Regions from separate parts of the Anas platyrhynchos genome. Here region 2 is linked to region 1. A link is a contact called in public Hi-C data. All regions are on one chromosome and are shown on one strand. The core of a region is the stretch at or near the end of the contact, and the rest is flanking DNA. Distances in the headings are between cores, read along the strand shown.

What was found. A called contact is a pair of places that touch in the nucleus more often than the background predicts.
Region 2: a Hi-C map of liver shows a contact between it and region 1, with 1.5 times the contacts expected there. The contact joins two enhancer-like sites. A contact is called at or near these places in 2 of 8 Hi-C or Micro-C datasets (liver and skeletal muscle).

Annotation. Positions count from the first base shown.
Region 1 is chr22:2,570,695-2,575,968 of IASCAAS_PekinDuck_T2T, forward strand. All of the region lies in intron 9 of RERE (arginine-glutamic acid dipeptide repeats), which reads left to right. Among named protein-coding and RNA genes, the nearest start is that of SAMD11, 79 kb to the right of the region's middle. Within about 2 kb of position 2,372, at least 1 of the 8 cell types and tissues checked has an H3K27ac peak or open chromatin away from gene starts, as enhancers often do.
Region 2 is chr22:2,619,135-2,624,408 of IASCAAS_PekinDuck_T2T, forward strand. All of the region lies in intron 11 of RERE (arginine-glutamic acid dipeptide repeats), which reads left to right. Among named protein-coding and RNA genes, the nearest start is that of SAMD11, 31 kb to the right of the region's middle. Within about 2 kb of position 3,192, at least 6 of the 8 cell types and tissues checked have an H3K27ac peak or open chromatin away from gene starts, as enhancers often do.

The sequences.
Region 1 (5,274 bases), core at 1,122-3,621:
CAGGAATTGGAAGATCCTGCAGATCTGAACCATCAAAGGAAGCGTTTGATGCTACAACAGAAGATAATACCGCTTAAGCTAGCGTACTGCTGCACGGAAGGAAGAGGAAAAAGTCATATGCTAATACTGTACAAATCTCTCCTTACTAATAGCGTTGTTCTGACTTCTCGTAACACTGTTACACGGGAGCACGTCATTATGAGTGACAAATGTGACAGCGTAATATCAGTTTAAGGAAATTCAGCTCTAAGTAACATGTCACCCAGACAAATTACTCCCTGTTTTAACTTGCCCTTGGACAAGATTTTCTTGTTCATTAACTACAGACAGGGTTGAAAGCATTAAAAATTATTTAAATATATGTTAGCATTTCTTATTATTACTAGTTTTCCTTTTGGATGAGTCTTCATTAACAGCTACTCTCATGGTTCAAATGAGGTAGCGCAGCACTTCAGGGGCCATCGCTGTCTGCCTGGGCGTGTCGGAGAATGAAGCCACTTCGAGTCCATGAGACAGTTTTGCCACTTTGAATTTTCACTCATCCTTATCCTTGCTCTTGGGGGAAGAAAAAAAAAACACACTACTTCTGTGCTTTATTTGTAAGATGAGTCAGGAGATCGTTCAAAAGAAACTACTGAAAGGGCTGTAAAAATGACTGTCGTGGGTACTTCCAGAAATCATTCTGGGATATATCAAATGGTCAAATTCTTGAAAGTATTTCTTTAAAATGCTCTCGCATTTAATGGTGCTACTTCTGCAGGTAACTTGCAGGGTCTTGCCCTTGTTCAGTGCTAGCAATGCAGTTGTGCTGACCCACGAAGGAGCTGCCCCAGGGAGCTCCCTCTGCTGTTCTGCGTTTTGCATCCGTGCCTTGAGCTGTTCGTGGTGGCCCGGCAGCACCCTGTGTGACAAGGGGATGCAACACAAGCATCTGGCTCTTTAATCTGCATCATTAGCATCTAGATCACTCTGTAGCAATTAGAGCTATATAGAAGCTTAAAATAGATGAGAACTAGGGGTAAAAGATGGAAGTTGCTGCATTTTAATTTTTTTTACTTTTTTCCAAAGTAGCGAGGGCTGATTTCTGTATTTTCCAAGCTGACAGATGCCACAAATCAGATATTTAAAAACCAGAGCTAGCAATAATTTTCTTCTGAAGCAGCTGTATTGATTTCTGTCACCTCCTGAACTTTTTCTGTTAGTTTCAAATTTTGTTGCAGGCCAAGCTGTTAGACAACTAGTTATAAATCACAGCTCACCAGCCAGCTCGTTGGCAAAACAAGGCTGTCAGGCAGAGGCTTTTTGTTGGATAGCTTGGGTTCTTGATTGCTTCAAGGTTTTGTTGTCCTTGGGCACCAGAGGGAGCCCAGCAAAATAGTTTCCTTGTCCAAAAGGGCAGTGTTTTTTTTTTTTTTCTCTGATCCAGATCATTCAGTGTGTGTGCAGCAGGTGGGGAGGAGTTACAATTAAAAAAAAAAAACAAAACAGGGGGGTGGATCGATGGCATTAAGGAGCATTTGGGGCCAGCCTCTTGTTGGGCACTGGGCATGGCTGATAAAAATCAGACGTTGCCATTTCGGGGAATGAGCACTTTAAAGAAGGCTACATGTTTGGAAATAGGCTTTGCTCTTTCACCCAGTGCAGTGTTTGCTGGGCACTTGCACAGCAGCAGAGACAAATCCCCCTGCTAGCGACCGGCCAGGGCTGCCAGGAGTGCTTGCTTCAAACTGAAGCCGCTCGGCTGCGCTCCCGAAAGCGGCCGGCTGAATTACATTTCATATTAAATTAGCTATCTGGATTAGCGTAATTACGCCACAAGAACTAGCTACTCGAGCCACGTGGCAGTAATTCTCTCTTCTCTTTTCATTTTCCTTGTCTTCTTCTCTCTCCTCTCTATTTTCTACCTTGTTAAGCAGGCTGCAGTTTTACAGAGCCGCTGTCTATCTCCACCGTTGCCGGCTTCAGTGAGAGGAGCAAATCCCTTGCTAATAATCACTGTTCTGAGGCCTGCGTAGATTACAATAAATAGAGCTTAAATGGGGGCGTTATGTAAACCTTTTCTGTGTGGTACCAGGCAAATTCCAGCCTCTTTTCCAATTCACTGCAGCATCCCGCTTGACAGCAGTGAAAAATGTCTTCTGACTCCACTGTATTACTCGAGGCTTAAAATGCTCTCACGGTACTGGTGGTATTTACCTCGTGTTGGGCAGGGCAGGCTCCGTATCTCTGCACCCTGACAAGTGACACGATGTGTTTGTGACTGGCGATGGTTCAGGGGAAGAGCCAGCACTTGACCTGGAGGGCTCCCAGCACTGTCCTACGGACGCCGGACACGTCCACGTCCCCACGACAGCACAGCCTGGCTGAAAATCCCTTCTGCTTTTATTGGCTTTTCTGGGTAGGTTTCAAAGCAGTTGAGCAATGCTCTATTACAGTGCGGTTGCAATTTTTCCTTGGAGAAAAGGGCTCTGGAATCTAGCAGCGTTCTTAATGAACTGCAATTATTTAATATTGTAGCATGAATGCAGCCTCACTCGGCCGGGCTTTTCAGCGGGGATCGTAATGACTGTAATTGCGAAAGGATACCTCGCCGAAGGAGAAGCTGCCAGATGCAATGCCGTTCTGATCGAAAAAGGTCACAGTAAAAGGGACATTTAAATTAAGTTATAAATTACAGTTGAAGAACAATATTTTGATGAGCGAGACCAGGGATGTCAGAGCTGCAAGATGTAATTCATGGGTTCATTACTGAGCAGAGGTGCCTGACAGCTGAGCCATGCCAAAAGGAGAATTTATTTGCAACATCACGCAGACAGAAAATGGCAGCTCGGCTGAGAAGCTGTGGTGGAAACTTGAAACCTTGTGGTAATGTGCAGACTTTATGCTAATAAGGCTTTCCTGTGATCTAGAGTTGTTTAATGACTGTTGTAATATAAATGAGCTTTTTGGATACGTGCATATTGAGAATTTTTCTTTAATCTGAAATCCGGCCCAGCGATGCAGAAGTTGCTTTATTTTCCGATTCCAAGTTTGCAAACAACTGCAACAAACGTACGTACACGTTATGTCACAGCAGTTCAAAATGGAGATGCCAGAGTTAATGCTAAAAACAATAATTCTCTAGGTGACAGGACGGTAATCTAGTGTTCATAGCAATACCTTGAAAAGTTCAACCAGAAGTTAATTAAACCGTAGGCAGTCATCATTAGCTATTATTTATACGTTCAAGTTGCTTGCCAATAAAGTGCTTATATATATTAAATGACCAAGAGCAATAAGCAGAGAAAGATCCATCAGCCAGATTGAAAGAAGCAGATTGAACTCGGGCACTTACACACAAATACATTTTTCCTTTTGCTGCATTATCCTGTTCCTGGCACTTAAAAGCATTTTGTCCCTTGATCAAAGTCACGTTTTTTTTGAGACTCCAGACCGGACAAGTTCTCTTGTTTTCGCTTCTGTTTGTTTTCTTTTACGTGACTTTTTCTTTCTGTCTGTGCTCATGGGTTTTGTGGTTTGAATGCAACCGCTTGGTCAGAAGCTGCTGCTCCTGTTATCTGGTGGTTTGGGGCAGTTCTGGCAGCCTGGAAACATGGAAATTTTCTGGTAACCAGCGGAGTTGCCTGTTAGCCCAGTCCTTTCTTTCTCTGCCTGATTATCTGCAGGCTGAGAGGTTTGGGCAATAGGGCAGCCAGGATAAAAAAAACAACACTTGTTGTTCCTTGAGGCAAAATACAGGTTTCCTCCACCTTACAAAGGGGCTTTGGCACGGCTGCGTGTTTTGGGAGGGAGAAGGAACAGAAGCTCTATTCTCTTCGACGCTGTCAAATTTCCGAAGTGAAAAATCTTTTAGGTGGTAGCACACACAGAAAAAAGCATTTGCAAGGTGAGCTGGCAAAACAAACAGTCCTTTTTACTTGAAGATGGATGCGTTCCCAGTTCTGGAGTGCAAACAAGGAGAAAAACCTCTGTGTGCCCAGTAGAAAAGACATCTTATTTTCCTGCCTTTAAGTAGGTATTGCATACCAGAGGAGGCTTAAAAAAACAAGTTACGAAAGCTGTTTAAAGGCAGTCGGGTTGTTTGAGTGTTGGCACTGAGCACTGGCACTGCAAGACTGCCTGGCGGCTCTTATCGTGTGGCTTGTGGAGGTGGGCTGAGAGCACTGCTCCTCCTGCGTGGAGCTGCGGTCCTGGGAGCTGGCACTGACGCGGGCAGCGAGGCTGGTTTGTGAGCTGGTTTGTGAGCTGGTTTGGAAGCTGATGCTCTGCTCTACGTCAGGAAATTTCACCTGTGGCGAGGCGTTTGGAAGCTGGGCTTGCTATGAAGTCATCTCGGGTGATGCATGGCGCTGACTTAGAGCAGTGTGAGGTGCTGTGATGGCCCTGGCGTGGTAACGTGTCCTTCACAGCAGCCTGCAGAGATGCGAGTTGGGACAGGGGACGGGGAGGAGATGACTTTTTGGAAGCTGGTTGCTCTGTGAAGGTCCAGATAGTCGTGGTTACTGCACACAGTGTTTGTAACTCTCTTGTACATGCCACGTCGAAAGCTGATATGAATAGAAAATGATTCTGGCTTAGTTTTCTCTCTTGTTCCCATCATATTAGCCAAGCACTTGTTTTATTGCAGTAACACCCTGTACGTGATTGTTACTTCAGCTGGTGGTAAGGGAAAAAATGTTCAGGCAGGCAATTAAGGGAACGCTGCTGATTGTTCTAAATCCCCATCCCAGGCTCTGATCAGAGGTCTTTGTTCAGCAGTGACCTTTTCTTCCTAGAAGTCCTCAACTTTCTTTAAAAGTCCCTCGAGCACAAACAAATCCTGAATGCCCCAGTGACTTGGGGCAAGAGGTAGAAGAGCACCTTCAGCACTTCAAGGCCTGCTCCTACTGTTCCTGGAAGGTTTGAGTCAATTTGTGCCAAGTGTTACCTGGAACGTGCTAATTTCTCCTCTAACACAGCCAATGGCATCTCTGTGCCCACCAGCAGGAGGTAAGCAGTGCAGCCCTAGAGGGCTGTGCTCTCGTGCTTTCACAGCTAACTGCAGTCCTCCGTGGTTTTGGACCTCCCAGGCGTTGAATAGTGATTGTTTATCAAATTGATTTCTGGAAGCTCAGCTATTCAGGTGTTACAAAGGAGGCTCCAATTTACTTGGAACTGAAATTTCACCAGCAAATAGAATAAATTAGCTGTTACTTTCAGTACGTTTAGAGACCTCAGTAAGGGAGGTAATTCCTAGCATGCTTTGCACTGCAGATGGATGGGCTTTGCAGGCAG
Region 2 (5,274 bases), core at 1,942-4,441, 49 kb after region 1:
TAAAAATCCTTACACGCCTGAGTTAAATGTCAGGTGTTCGCTGGGCCTCTTGTGAGTGTTTGTGTATGAAAGATTCATGAAATGTTTTAAAGAGATGCTAATAGCACTGCTGTGAATCCGCCACAGAAAAATCCAGTAAGTGATTCTGTTATTACAGTGCTTCGTTTTCTGTATTTTCTCTCTCGTTTTTATCGTTAGCACCATTTGCATGAAAACAACATCTGTATTTGTCTTAATGTGCTGCTGTTGTTTTGTTCACACCTGAAGACATCGCTTCTTGCCCTGCTGTTGGTAGCAGCGAGCTGCAGCAACGTGGGGGCCTGGGGAATCCTCGTTGGCCTCACAGCTTTGGGAACGGCCCGAAGCCCTGCCAGGATTTCACCTGACACCTCGGCAATAGGAACGTACAGATAAGTGGAGAAATGCTGCTGCTATTTTACAAGCAGTACCTGCAAGGATGGACCAAAATTAAACAATAACGTATAGGGGTGTTACTGTGATCAGTTTAATGTGGGGGAGAAATGAGAGTTGGAGTGATGAGGAATTACTTACAAAGTGATGCACGAGAAACTCAAAACATGCTCTTAACATGTGTCATTAGCTCCAGCATGGGAAAGTGATTTTCAAATGAGAAAACAACATTTGTGGCCTCCAGGATTTCTTTTTCCAGGGTTGTATGACATCTCAGATCTCAGTTACTGCAAGATTGCTGCGCTACTCATGTCAGCTGCCTGGGTGGTTGAACACACTCGTAATCAGAAAGGAGCTTGCACCTTGGGACCGTGGTTTTCTGTTAGAATTGTCCCAAACCTGCAGGTTAGGGGCTTTGCATTTGGGAGAGCAGGATGCTGCCAGTCCAGGAACTGGACAAGCAGGTAGGGAAGAGTTAAGCTGAACAGAAAGGCTGTTGGGAGGTAATAACGTTGCCGTGGAATAACTTGAGGTGATGAATTGTTTGAAGCAGCAGATGCATTTAAGAGCTGAGATGGCTGTCACTGCTGTGATTTGCTCCTAATTAATGGAGAACTGCACATAAAGCTGAGAGCATTCTTAGGCTATTGAATATTTCATATGGAAAACACGGGGATTCTGCATTTAGAGAGGCTGCGGAGATGTCAACCACCACGAACCTTCCTCTAACACATCGCTTTGGAAAGTATTTCTCCTTTGTGCCTACAGGACCAAACCGACCGAGTGTGTGTCAGCAAAGCCTGTTCATAACCTCCCTCGAAAGCAGCTACCTGCTGCAGCAGGAAAACCCTGATTCCTCACACCTCACTGTTTTTCTTCGACTGTCACTGCCGGGTGAAGGAAGCTTGTTAAAAGGAGATTTCCTTTTGAAGCTGGGAAATAAAACGCTGCGGATGTGGTGGTCTGAAGAATGTGAAGGTCTAAAGTGGGCACATGTAAAATGTTTTCCTTTGCGTCCTTTGCCTGAAATTCAGTTTTGTGTCTTAGCAAATCAATATTAGTCTAAATTAAAGCAGGTTTTATGGGAGTCAGATCGGCGCTTGATCCCAGCTGCTTCCCTCCCTTCGGACAGCAGAGCACTCAGACCGGAGGAGTTTCCTGTGTGGAGCAGAGCTGTGCCTCTCCTTCCTAGCAAATCCTGCCTGTCAGCATTGCCCAGCACGTGAATCCTGGTAGTGCCACGCCAGTGAGAACTCCTCTGACATGCTGCTGTGATCTGGCGCTGCTGAGGAGCTGACAGGAGCAGCAGGTTACAGCAGTGGTCCTTAAACAGGCTGGGTAGCATCTCTTCATCTCTTCATCTCCCTTCCCTCATCACCCAGCCCCTGCCAAGGAGACCTGCAGCCTCCTCGTTGTGCAGGCATCCCTCCCCTTCTGATGCCAGAGGGATTGCAGGCAGGGAAGAAAGGCAGAGCAGAGGATGGTTTAACAAGCCTTGCGAAGGGAGAACTGACTTCATCTCGTCCTTCCGTGCACTTTCTCTTCTGGGGTGACCAAGTTCTCCCCGGGTCGTGTAAAACGGGAGATCTCAGCCTGTCCCCTGGCCGTGCTGTTGAAGATCAAGCACTCAAGATTTTGAGAGATCGTTCCAACGCTTGGCAGCAGGAGAGGCTTTGTAAGCACTGGAGAGGCCAGGGAAAGAAAAAAAGCAAAAGCGAAGAGCCAGAGGGCTCCCAGACCACTTTGCCATGTGGTGGCAGCGTGGGCTGCGTGGGAAGGGGCAGCGTGCGGGGAAACCCTGCGCAGAAGCTGCAAGTGTTGGGTGTCTGCAGGAAGCATTAGCCTGGGCGATACATGTGGTCGTTCGCTGAGCTTGGCCCCGAGCCCAAGCGCTGCTAAAACCCAGCCTTGCTTCACAAAGGGAAATCTTCCCCAGCTGGAAGGAGAGAAGGGAACGTGTCCCCAGCATGGAGCCGCGCGGCTTTCCCCTCGTCCGGCTCGCACGTGCGGTGGAGGCAGCACGCTCAGCATCCACCAGCAGCTTTCGTGGCCCTGAGCTGTGTCGCTGGGTCTCTTCCTGAAGGATTTTTTAATAGTGGAATATTCGGCTGTCATAAACCCAGTGCTCAACGCACATAAAGCAAATGCAGCTCAGTCACATAGGAGGTGACGTTGTTTTGAATGCTGTGTCCAGAGCCATGGGTTTGGTTTTGGGGAGAAAAGTCTGTTCTTGCACTCTTTTGGGGGAAACTTGTTAAGCTAACCCAGCTACCACCAGGTTCAGTGCAGCAGCAGTTTGTTCTGCTGCCACCTTGGTACTTCTCTTCTGGTGTTCCTAAATTCTGTCTGTGATGCCTTTTCAGATTCCTGCTGGAAACGCTAGCATGTCTTTAAGTGGAGCCTCTTGCGTGGCACCCTGTAATTAAGGGTACGTGTACTGAGTGGCAGCACTTGTTAGAAATGTAGGATGCTTCTGTAGTGTGTTGGGGGTATTGTTTGTTGGTGGTGGCATTTTTTAAATGCTATAGCATATAGTTTGTCTTCTGGTAAACTTACACCGATTCATACTCCAGCAATTTTGGAAACTTCATGGCTAGAGCTTACCAGTTACCAGTCGAGCATCCTTCTAAAGCGTGCGTCGGAATCAATATATTCCAGTAGGCTTCATTTTCTCGAAGGCGGCCAGCAAGTATTGTTATAACCTCCTTGTTGCTGTTGTTCTTTTGAAGTTCTCAATTATAAGTGCCTCTCCTCTGGTTCCTGACACCTCGGTTGCTGTGTGAACACAAGCCGCTAATTAAACTGATCACTCACGCTGCCTAGTGGCGAGCATCGCCACGCTGTGCCTGTTAGACACGTTAGCAGGGAACAAATGGCGAAATGGGATGCCTGATCTGGGCCTCGTGGGGTTCCCGAGGCGTGTTGGCACAGCCCCAGTGCTGCAGTGGAGGATTTTTGGGGGTTTTCCTGCAGTTGGGGTGTGCTGGGGAGGAGGGCGAGGAGCTCTGGCCCTGTGCAGGGAGGACGGGGCTGGCAGCAGCCACATCTCAGCTCTGGACTCACCCTAGCGTGATTTGCAAGGCCGCATGAGTCAGAGCCCGAAGTCAGACCACAAATTAATGGCTTTGGGGTTTTGGTCTTTTTTTGTTATCCCTAGTTGTGAAGGCGGGATCCAATTCACCTTCCAAGGGAGCAGCAAGGCTTAATGCTCACTGGAGACAGCGGGGCAGAGCAGAACTGTTAGGAATTAGCAATTTCTTTCAATTTTGAGCTCACTGCATAGGAATTACAGTAAGCTGCAGTGAATCGGTCTTTTTAATATTGCTTTCCAGCTCTTACCATTGTCTTTTAGTTAAGTTTTACTTGCTAAGGATTTTTTTTTTCTTGAAAGAAAGAATTTGAGACTGGAAGGAGCAACAATAACCGAGAGATAAGCTGCTTATGTGGCAGCCCTTTTTGTGTGCGTGTTTGATGTCCTGCCTCAAGATTCATCTCCTCACATATCGCTCTGATAAACAGGAAAACGCTTGGAGTACCCCCCAGCCCTCCGCACTTAATCTAGAAAATCTACTGATTCAGAGAAATGTTCTTTGAGAGCAGTAAAAGGAAAACAGCTGTTGAGGGATGAGATCCAAGAGAAACCAAGCCTGCTTAAAATCACAGCTTAACGACGGGGATGTCTGTCTGAGAGAGCTTTTGTTTGCAAGAAGTTTGGTGCTTTTGTCCTGGCTCAGCCCGAAGAAGACAGCGGGACCCTGCCCGCCTCGCACCGCTGCGCCGGGATCAAGTTTTTTGGTGATAGGCTTGGTGGTCCAGGCCAGTTGATTTGATGCTTTCCAGGTGTAAAAGGGGCGGCTGTGTTCCTGTGCCTGGCTTGGTCAGGTGTCAGGCATCCTGCAACAGAGGTTTTTATGAAGAGGTCAGATTTGGGCTGTCTGCAGCCTGGGATCGGGGCTCTGGCAGTTCTCACCGTGGGCTAGCCCGTCGTGAGGATAGCTGCAGGAAAAAAGGGCAGGCACATTCCTCTGTTCCCAGGTGATTGCATATCAACTTCCCTCATTAGCAGGCAGGATTATTTTGTGTAATTTGTTGCCTCCTGTGTCATTTTTTGGTTATTTTCTGAACGCCGTCGGTTTAAATATGACTTCAGCAAAGCGTCCAAACTCAGCAGCTCCCCTATGGGTCACGAGCTGCAAAGGGAGGAAGCTGTATGTCAGAGGAGATAACGCTCACGTTTGACAAGCCCAGCCTTGTGTGATTCATCCCAGATGTGTTTGGGAAACCTAAAACATCTGTTACACGGAGATGTGGAATGCAGGTCAGCGTGCAGACAGCAGCCTCCGAGACCGTGCTGCTGCGGCAGGGTTGCCTTGCTGGGGATCCTCATTGCTGTATTTAAATGAAAGCAGAATTACAGAGTGGGACATCCGAAACACAAGCGGCTCAGGCTTTATTTACCTTTAGCTCTTCTTGCACTATTAAAACAGGAAAATCTTACCAAATGTTCAGAATTCCATTTTTTTTTTTTTTTTTTTGCCTTGGTTGGTTTTGCTTCCTTGCTTTTCTGGTTCGTGTCTTGTCAGTGACCACTGCCTGCCCAGGGGAGCAGTGGGGCTGGCAGTGCAAGCGACCTGTGTTCTGTATCTAGGGGCAAAAAACACGTTCTCTGGAGAAATAAGGGGAAAAACTGTCTGCATCATGGGGAAGCACTGTACCTGAGTGATGTCGGAGTCTGGTCACGGAGCGTGGAATAGGGGCAGGCTGGTTTCTAAGCCTGGTGGTTGTGAATTCACCCAGGTAAGGTGCAGGAGGCCTGGAGGTACCAGCTGGGACCAAGGGGCTGGTCCTGGGGGACCATAAAGA